Regions from separate parts of the Zea mays genome. Here all the other regions are linked to region 1. Evidence: chromatin contacts called from public Hi-C data. All regions are on one chromosome and are shown on one strand. Each heading gives the region's core, a stretch centred on a gene start, on an enhancer-like site or on the middle of the called end of the contact. The rest is flanking DNA. Distances are from core to core; before and after follow the strand shown. Region 1 holds the start of LOC100216841 (Ribosomal protein L19). Region 2 holds the start of LOC100272372 (UDP-N-acetylglucosamine (UAA) transporter family). Region 3 holds the start of LOC100282961.

What was found. A called contact is a pair of places that touch in the nucleus more often than the background predicts.
Region 2: a contact with region 1 is called in a Hi-C map of tassel, with 2.6 times the contacts expected there. The contact joins the promoter of LOC100272372 here to the promoter of LOC100216841 in region 1. A contact is called at or near these places in 3 of 25 Hi-C or Micro-C datasets (ear, leaf and tassel).
Region 3: a contact with region 1 is called in a Hi-C map of ear, with 3 times the contacts expected there. The contact joins the promoter of LOC100282961 here to the promoter of LOC100216841 in region 1. A contact is called at or near these places in 3 of 25 Hi-C or Micro-C datasets (ear, endosperm and tassel).

The regions. Positions count from the first base shown.
Region 1 is chr9:13,371,871-13,374,641 of Zm-B73-REFERENCE-NAM-5.0, reverse strand. It overlaps LOC100216841 (Ribosomal protein L19), which reads right to left and starts at 1,458. Exons shown (of 5, transcript NM_001143234.1): 1 at 1,294-1,458; 2 at 263-385; 3 at 1-153. The coding sequence starts at 1,405.
Region 2 is chr9:13,647,358-13,650,137 of Zm-B73-REFERENCE-NAM-5.0, reverse strand. It overlaps LOC100272372 (UDP-N-acetylglucosamine (UAA) transporter family), which reads right to left and starts at 1,450. Exons shown (of 6, transcript NM_001146853.1): 1 at 1,323-1,450; 2 at 344-449; 3 at 4-249. The coding sequence starts at 1,360.
Region 3 is chr9:13,684,728-13,687,572 of Zm-B73-REFERENCE-NAM-5.0, reverse strand. LOC100282961 reads left to right here and starts at 1,461. Exons shown (of 6, transcript NR_159534.1): 1 at 1,461-1,857; 2 at 2,501-2,589.

The sequences.
Region 1 (2,771 bases), core at 209-2,708:
TTCCTTTTACTTTCATATACATATCGTGGTACATGTGTTTGTCGATTTTCTTTGCTTCACGATACTTGCGCAGCAGACGCCTGAGGACACGCATCCTGCGCATCCAAAGGATCTTGGTGGGGAGCCTAGCCTCCCTGGTACCCCTGCGCTTACCTGCAGGGAGATCATATTAGCATACATAATGCAGGGCTAAAAAAACAGATAACTCAGATATAAATTCACATGGCAACGAACAGAGTAAATGAGTGCTGCAGCAGTATACCGTAACCAGAGTGCCTCCCCTTCTGCTTGGCCTCATGGGCCCTCCTTGCCCGGGACCTTGAGTGGATTTTCTGTGGCTTCTTAATTATGAATCCATCCTTCACCAGCTTACGAATGTTCTGACCTGTAAAGTAAGTTGTATAGAAATGTCATACTTATGTTCCTTGCGTTTCAAAGCAGTGAAACAAGATTTCAATGCTCCAACAAAAGTTCAAACATAACACTGATCAAAATTGAACGAGCACAAAGAATAGAGAAAACAAGTACCCGCGACAACACTGAGTAATATAATAACTATCTCACCTCCATCTAATCACATAAAACTGCAGAGACATGCATGGCGATATCAGTGCTAAACCAAACAGAAAAACAAATGCATGAAAAATAAAAGCCTGAGCACAACACCTCAGACTAAGATAAAATCATACTTCTAAATCATCAGCAGACCATGAAAGTAATAGCAGTCATAGCAAAAACAAAGTAATAAACCAAGTAGGACAGAAGGTACAGTTTGCAAGTACGCCATGAACAGAATATGTATTGCTAAATAAACAATTCTTTGCGAATCATCAGCAGTGCACGAAATAATCAAAAGACACAATAAACTCTATGCACAATTGCATCACATAGCAAACATTGTCACAAAACTAGATATACAGATAACCTAGACTGCACATTAGAAGGAAATAAAGTATAATAGCAAAAATAACATAGATACAATTAACAGTTTAAAATCATGTGCGCTAAGATAAGCAACACAGCTATATGAGGTGGCAAGCAGTGAGTGAGCTATTATGGACACCTGCAGCAACAGAATGCAAAAATAAACAAGAAGGTAACAAAACCAATAGATACGCGCAGAAACACAGACATACTCCTACGACGTCAACCGAACTGAACGATCAAGGGGTGAAAAGGGCGTCCGTGGTCGGACCACTCGGACGCCGTTGCTCATCGACGAACGGATTCGACGCCCAGCAAACACGAAATGGGCGGGGGGAGGAGGCGGAGAGCAAGCGGTGGTGGTCTTACGCGAGTTAGCCATCGAGATCTCGTAGACCTCGTTGGGGTCAAGCCACACCTTCCCCTTGCCACATTTTAGGACTCCCGCGGCGAGCCTCTTCTGCGGCTTGAGGGAAACCATGGCCTCCGCCGACGAAGAGGGCCTCCCTGCCGGGTGAGTGGGGTTGTGTCTTGTGTGTGATGGCGCACAAGTCAGGGAAGAGTGGCGGCCGCGCGGAAGGTTATATACCGCGAGGATTAGGGTTTCCATGGAACCCTCTCATTGGGCTAGGCCTGTGTGGAGGAGTCCGGCTTATTGTACCAAGGCCTACTAGATGGCCTGACAAAAAAGGGGCCACTCAAGGCCCTTTGTGGCCTTCTCTTTTATTTCCGTTTTTTCACGCCTAATAGCGTAGGTACTTACCGAAAAAATAATGTAGGGCTATTTTGGCAATTTTATTTTTTAAGTGATTCTTATTTTTCTAAAGGAAAATAATTAGTTTTTTTTTAGAAAATAAAAATCGTGTGGAAATAGGATTGCCAAACTACCACTTGTCAGCACCGCGCGGGTGGCCCGAATTTTTTGTATTTTAGCCCTTAAACAGAAGTAAAATCACGTTTAGACCTAAAAAAATTTTAAATGCAGTTTTGGACCCTTTGCTCGGCGCCATAGCCTATGGCGCCGAGCTAACACAGCTCGGCGCCATAGGCTATGGCGCCGAGGTCGTGTTGCGTTGGCACAACCCAGACGCGTGGCGTCGACGTGGAACCGAGCTCGGCGCCACAGATCTTGGCGCCGAGCTCGGTTGTGTTATTAAAATATTTGTTGCAAACATGAGCACAAAGCCCATCTAGCCCACTTGGTAGAGCACAAGGCTTCTAACCATGTGGTCGTGGGTTCAAACCCCATATTTTGCATTTTTTTTGTTTATGTCGTTGGTGTGTCCGCTTAAATTTATTTCTCGCCTAGATTTTTTTTATGCGTGCTGGTGATAAGGATAGCTACGACGACGGCGAACTGTAAGCGATAGATGGGTGGGGTTTGGACGGGTTCCCTCTCCAGTCTAGATCCAGATGCATCGCCTAGCTCGAATGACGTGTCCGTGCAGGAGTGTGCATGCTATGTGTGTGTGGCATGGCATGAATCATGCATGGCGACAATAAGACCGGTAAATCATCGTGCAAGCATGAGTTGCCTCAGCTCCGGCTCCTCATGGGCCTGACTGCCTGACTCAGAATAAACAAGACTTTTAGTATGCACGGAGGAACTGGGCTGATTAATTAAATTAATATAGTAGTACTGCTGATTTCTAGATTATTAGGTCATACATATGAATGGTCTTTACCTCCACGCAAGAGATGAGTACAACCCCTGGGTATGGTCCAAGCGTACGTATGGAGAGGAGCAACGGGGCGATCATGTATGTATGCATGTATAGTAATCGATTCTGAGCGACATGTAGGCTGTGTTCGGCGCTAGCTGGTCCAGCTTCAAAATGTCAAGAAGG
Region 2 (2,780 bases), core at 201-2,700, 280 kb before region 1:
GACCTGTGTCGGTGGCTTCCCCTTTCCCCGCATGCACCCAGCCACCAACACAGCAAGGGGAGTGATCCTTTTGATTGCAATATACATTGGGATGTTAACCCCTTTCAAGCTTGCTAGAGCAAATCCCACATTTGCATTGTAGAAAATTGACACTGGAAGAAGTTTCTTCGCGGTTATCCAGCTAAAGTCTTTTCGTTTAGACATTCCTAGAACTTGACCAAAATGTATCAGAAGTGCTGTTGCTATTTGCTGCAGAAAGTAACGGAGAAATTGAACAAAACAATCAGATTTAGTCAAACATAGAAGCATGCAATACTTTCCCGGCCGTGATGCTCAGCAATACCTGTAAAGTGAGGAGGGTCATGGAGTGAACATACTGCATAAGAACCGCTTTGTTCACGAAAACCATTGCCATAGATGCGACTCCATAGGAAAAGGCGGAAGCTAAGCTGCACAGGGAAATGGCCAGAACTTCAAATACATTGAAATCTGAATCTGGTCTGACCCAGTAGCTCTACGCAAAACCGGTTTTCTTTTCTCCAGAAATTAAGCATTACAATATTTCTAAAGATGTTTATGACCTTAGTAACAAAGAACATGACCCTAGCCATTCTTGCAAAAGTTGAACTTGATACTATCTCCTAAACCAAGTGAGATCTGGTAGGTTCGATTTAACTATGATGAAGCGCAGAAGAGTGTTTATTTTTAGACGAGTGTGTAGTTTAAGTATGCCACCACATCAAGCGGCCAGAGAGTCAGATACTCAGATAGTTGACTGCATACATACAGTACCATTGAAGGAGGAGGACTTTATACGCTACTAATTATATTCCGAGACGCGACGAAATTGTTAACGAACCAACCAGTTTCTTTCTTTCAGAAATAAAGGACGTCTAAAACCCAATGCCTCTACGCTACGAGCACAACAATCTGCAAAAGAAGCAGAACTGCAGAGGATTAGTCTGCCAAACGCCCATGAATATGGGCTTGCCTGAGGGCGGGGCACAACGAACCAAATCCCCATTCACTTGTTTGCTAATCTGACGAACCAAATGACAGCAGAAGGGGGCAAGAAATTATACATGGAAACGCCTTCCCCGCACGATTCCACCATCCAAATATCGTGCAAGTATTCAAATCCCCCCAAAGCATCGCGTGAAAACCGGCAGGGCGCCGCCGCGCAGTTGCCAGCATCCCCCTCCTCCCCCTCCAGTCCCCACCCCAATCATCATGCGGGGAGGAGGGTAAAGCAAAGCGGGGCAGTGCGGCGGAGATGCGCAGCAAGAAGAACAAAGAAAGGAATAGCGGGAATTCATGCTCACCTGAGGATGGAGCTGGGCTCGCCGGCCTCCGCCCCCATGTCGCCCCTCGCGCTCCCGACAAGCCGGGCTGCCGTTGCGCGTGACCCCTGCTCCGTGTCCGGGCGCGCGCTACATGGACCGGCCGTGCCTGCCGAAGCGTGTGGCCGTGTCCGTGTGGCCGTGTGGGGAGATCCGGATTCCGGAGCCGCTGGTTGACGTCATTCTCAACGTTGTACTCATTATTAAATGTAGTTACTCATTAAATGTAGTGACACATTATCAAGATTAGTGACATATCAGTGCAATTAAGAGAAAAGATATAGAGAGGGTTTTATAAAAAATAATGGAGTTTTATGGGAGATGAAACTCTGCATACACGGTTACTTAGTTTAAATCTGACATGACAATATTGAAAACAGTACAGACATGTTTAGAAGCAAATTATTTTAAAACTATAGTATCTCCAATACCATGGTTTTACCTTAAAACTCTAAAAATACTTTGTTTCTAAACACCTCTACACTAAAACATATTACTGAGAATGTCCTTATCAAGCGGGTTAATAAACTGACTTCGCTAGTAATAATATTGGTTAATTGTATATGGTTACTTGGTTAGCGGGCGGCATGGAGGCAAAGCACGCGCGAGCAGCGTGAGGAGTGAGTGAGCACGAAGCGATGCGCCGCTCTTTTTCGCGCCCAAGCTTTCCATGGAGACTGGCCTAGTGGAGGATGCAGAACTGCATATCAATCAATTTCTATTCAGCCGGTGGATGTCTTTAACTCACTGGCTTGACTTTCCTGCCTCGGACTTCGGGTTGGCGTTCCCAAGTTGCCATATCAGTGCTATATAAAATATCATATCGGTGTTGTATGAGAAACTACAAACTACAAACTACAGAAAGGTCCCGTTTGTTTCATTTTATTTTGAGGAATTGAAATCTTACTAATGAAGTAGACTATTTTTTAGGATATAACATTCTACCACTTTCCAAAATTACCATATAAGCCTATTTCAAATTCATGGGGTGAGAAATGAAAATTCATTTTATAGATTTACATACTATTTTTCCGATATACAACTTATAGCACACTCTTCTACTTGCTTTTCTATAACATAAATATAGTATATAATTATCTCTCTTATATGATTTAGAATAATACACAAATATATTACATATATAAATATATGAACTTAATTAGTTTTGTCTAAATTATAATTATTAAAATAGAATAGAATTCTAATGAAACAAACGGGCCTTAAGGTTTTCTTCGACAGGACATAACGTATAAAGTACTATTTTACACCGTAGATTACATTGTTAACAGAGTAGAGTTTAAAATACAGAGTGAAATAGGGAATACAACAACGAGATAGTTTAACAATGACAAAAAAGGTCATGTACCTATAACTAGCTCTTTTTTCCTTGACGACTCCTTGAATATTATGTCAAAATTCGATTTTCCTCCTCGCCCATAA
Region 3 (2,845 bases), core at 212-2,711, 310 kb before region 1:
GAAGATGAGCTCTGAGAACATCCAGTCCCCCCAAAAGGCAAGGCAAGGCAAGGCAGGCCCAGGCCGCGGGCAGGGACAGATCGCATAAGAACATTCTTGTGTCGGTGCTGCGTCCAGTCTCTGACGCTCCCTTTGGATGGTGGCCAGCGAGAAGCAGGCAGTACAACAAAGGGCAAAGCGCATCGCATCGCATGTGCGAAAGATGAATGGTTTCCGATGCTGATCCTTCTCCCAGCATCGCCTGACGTCCGCGTGTTTGGTACACCGGAATGTTTGGTTCAAACAACGATAATGATTATCAGTGATAACAAAGTTGAATAGACTAGTATTAGTTTCTAATGTGGTATCCGATTACGGTTAGTACTAAACAAATATGATTTAATATTATCGGTTATCAATCACGTTATAAATATGTAAACCAAACAGCACCTTAGCATCATTTTAGTAGTTAACCATAAAAGGTCATATGAAACTCAAGACTGAATTAGGTGAAAGGAATGCGACCAACGTCTCATGACCTTAGAGGTGAAAATGATGGAAGCTGTACAACATAGCTTAGGGCTAGTTTAGTAACACTATCTTTCCAAGAGATTTTCATTTTTCTAAGAAAATTAGTTTATTTTTTCTTAGGAAAATAGAAATCCCTTAGAAAAATGGTGTTTCTAAACTAGCCCTTACAAGAATTTACATGATTTTTTATGAATGCAAACTCATTTTTTACAAGATATAATTCACTGGACATATTTAGCTTTCAACATTAGGTGCAGAGCTGTAAAGGCGGGAGGACGCAATACGTAACACTTCTAATAGGCTATTTGGTTTGAGGAGTGACCCTGTCTGGTATTAGTGTATTCGGCATGTGTTCGTTCGACTATTTCTAGAGGAATGAGTAGATGTCGCGAATATACTAGCGCAGGGTGCAATCGTATGGCGGACAGATTAGTTCACTTCGTCAAACCAAACAACTAATCGAGGCTCGGACGCAGGATTCCGTAAACCAAACACGTCGTAAGTTCGGCAGTGCAATTGTTTGCTTCGTTTATATGTCAACAAATGCTAGAATTGATTTTTGAGTGAACTTCATTTGTGCGATGCTAGGACTTCGTAATATGTGGTCTGTTTGGAAATTCTACAGTGTATTATTTTTTTTCAAAAAAAGATGATCAAAACAACTTTATCTGCGTGCTGTAGAGTTCAACTTGAACAGCAGTCAGCAGCCCAAGCTGGCAAGCCCATAAGAAGCCCAGCCCACCAAAAACATCACACGGCTTCCGGGTCCAACCAAAAGTTCTGATTCCTAAACTGGCCCGTACTCCCGTCCAATCCCAACCCGGCAACGCGAGAATATATCAATCCATCCTCGCGTCGCGTGATCTCATCTCGCCCTCGCTCACCTACATCTCCGTCCGCAAGCGTCAGCCAGGCTGCCCCGGGAGGCCGGGAGGAAGCAGATCGGAGAAGGCAAGCCACGGATTTCCTTCTCGCCTTCTGGACCCCATGTACTTTTTTCCCCTGCCTCGAAACCCTAGATCTGGTTGATTCGTGGGCCGTCCTCCCCACCCCTCCCTCGGCCGAATTCCGCGTCTGGTTTTGGTCTCGAGTTTTAAGATCTGTTTGTTTTCGACTGGATTTTGAGCGATTCGTTGCTTTGCTTGGCGTGGCTCGTCGCTGATTCGAATGTTCTCGGTGGCTGTCTGCCTGGCTTTGCCGAAACCTAACTGCTGTCGATAACCGTTTGTGGCGAACGATTTGCAGGTGATCTGTTGTAATGGCTCGATTGTACATCGGCAACCTGGATCCCCGGGTGACCGCTCGGGAGCTGGAGGACGAGTTCCGCACGTTCGGGGTTCTTCGCAGGTCAGTAGTGCTCTCGCCTCAGATCCTTAGATTCGTGTGTCTCGTCTTAGAAATCCACGCGTGTCTACTTGTATGATCCCGTTCGGATGATAACCATAAGGACAGAATTTTGTTAGATATAGCGATCCTAAGCTGAAGTGTTGTAGGTTTATGATTTGGTGTCAGGTTAGTATCTGTCTGTCCTGGGTTGCAAGGACGATTGACTATTTCGTTAGCATGACAGTCACGAGTTGTACTGCAAATCGTCTCCTGTTTTACGATAAAATATACTGGTACTGTATATAATTGCCCTACCATACTTGGGAGATGTCGCCTTAATAATACGCATCATTCCCAAACATAACCTGTTGTACTTTGGTTGTGACAATTATTTCTTTGATTGAGCATGGTACGATTTGTCAAATTCACTGGTGATAGACCTTGGCTTACATTACTGTGGTCTGTGGGGGTTTACACTATCTGGATTCAAAATGAATGATATGGCCAGTATTTTGAACACCAAAGGATATGCTGTTCTGGACCCTGTACAAAGTTCTGTACCATTATATAATCGTTGAATGCATAGAATTACATCTTGCATTGATATATGCTGCTTGATGCTGATGATTTTGGTACACTTTTTTTCATGTTTTTGTGGAAGCAGTGTCTGGGTTGCTCGGAAACCACCTGGCTTTGCGTTTATTGATTTTGATGATAAGAGGGACGCAGAGGATGCAATCCGTGACCTAGATGGTATGTGATCAATGTATTGCTGTCAACATGTTATAAACCTCTATTGGTATGTTGTATCAGATGTTTATATGACATTCCATATGTTGTCGGTGTTATTTGTGAAGAATATCTGAGTTGGTACTAAATTACATTCAGAGCTCTATTTGGTATATGGAATATGAGTTTGGGTTTGGGCTTGGGTACACGCCTACCATCTGGTCACAGCTATTGGCTGTTGCAGGAGTAGAGAAAGTAGGAAACATTGAAAATGCTCATA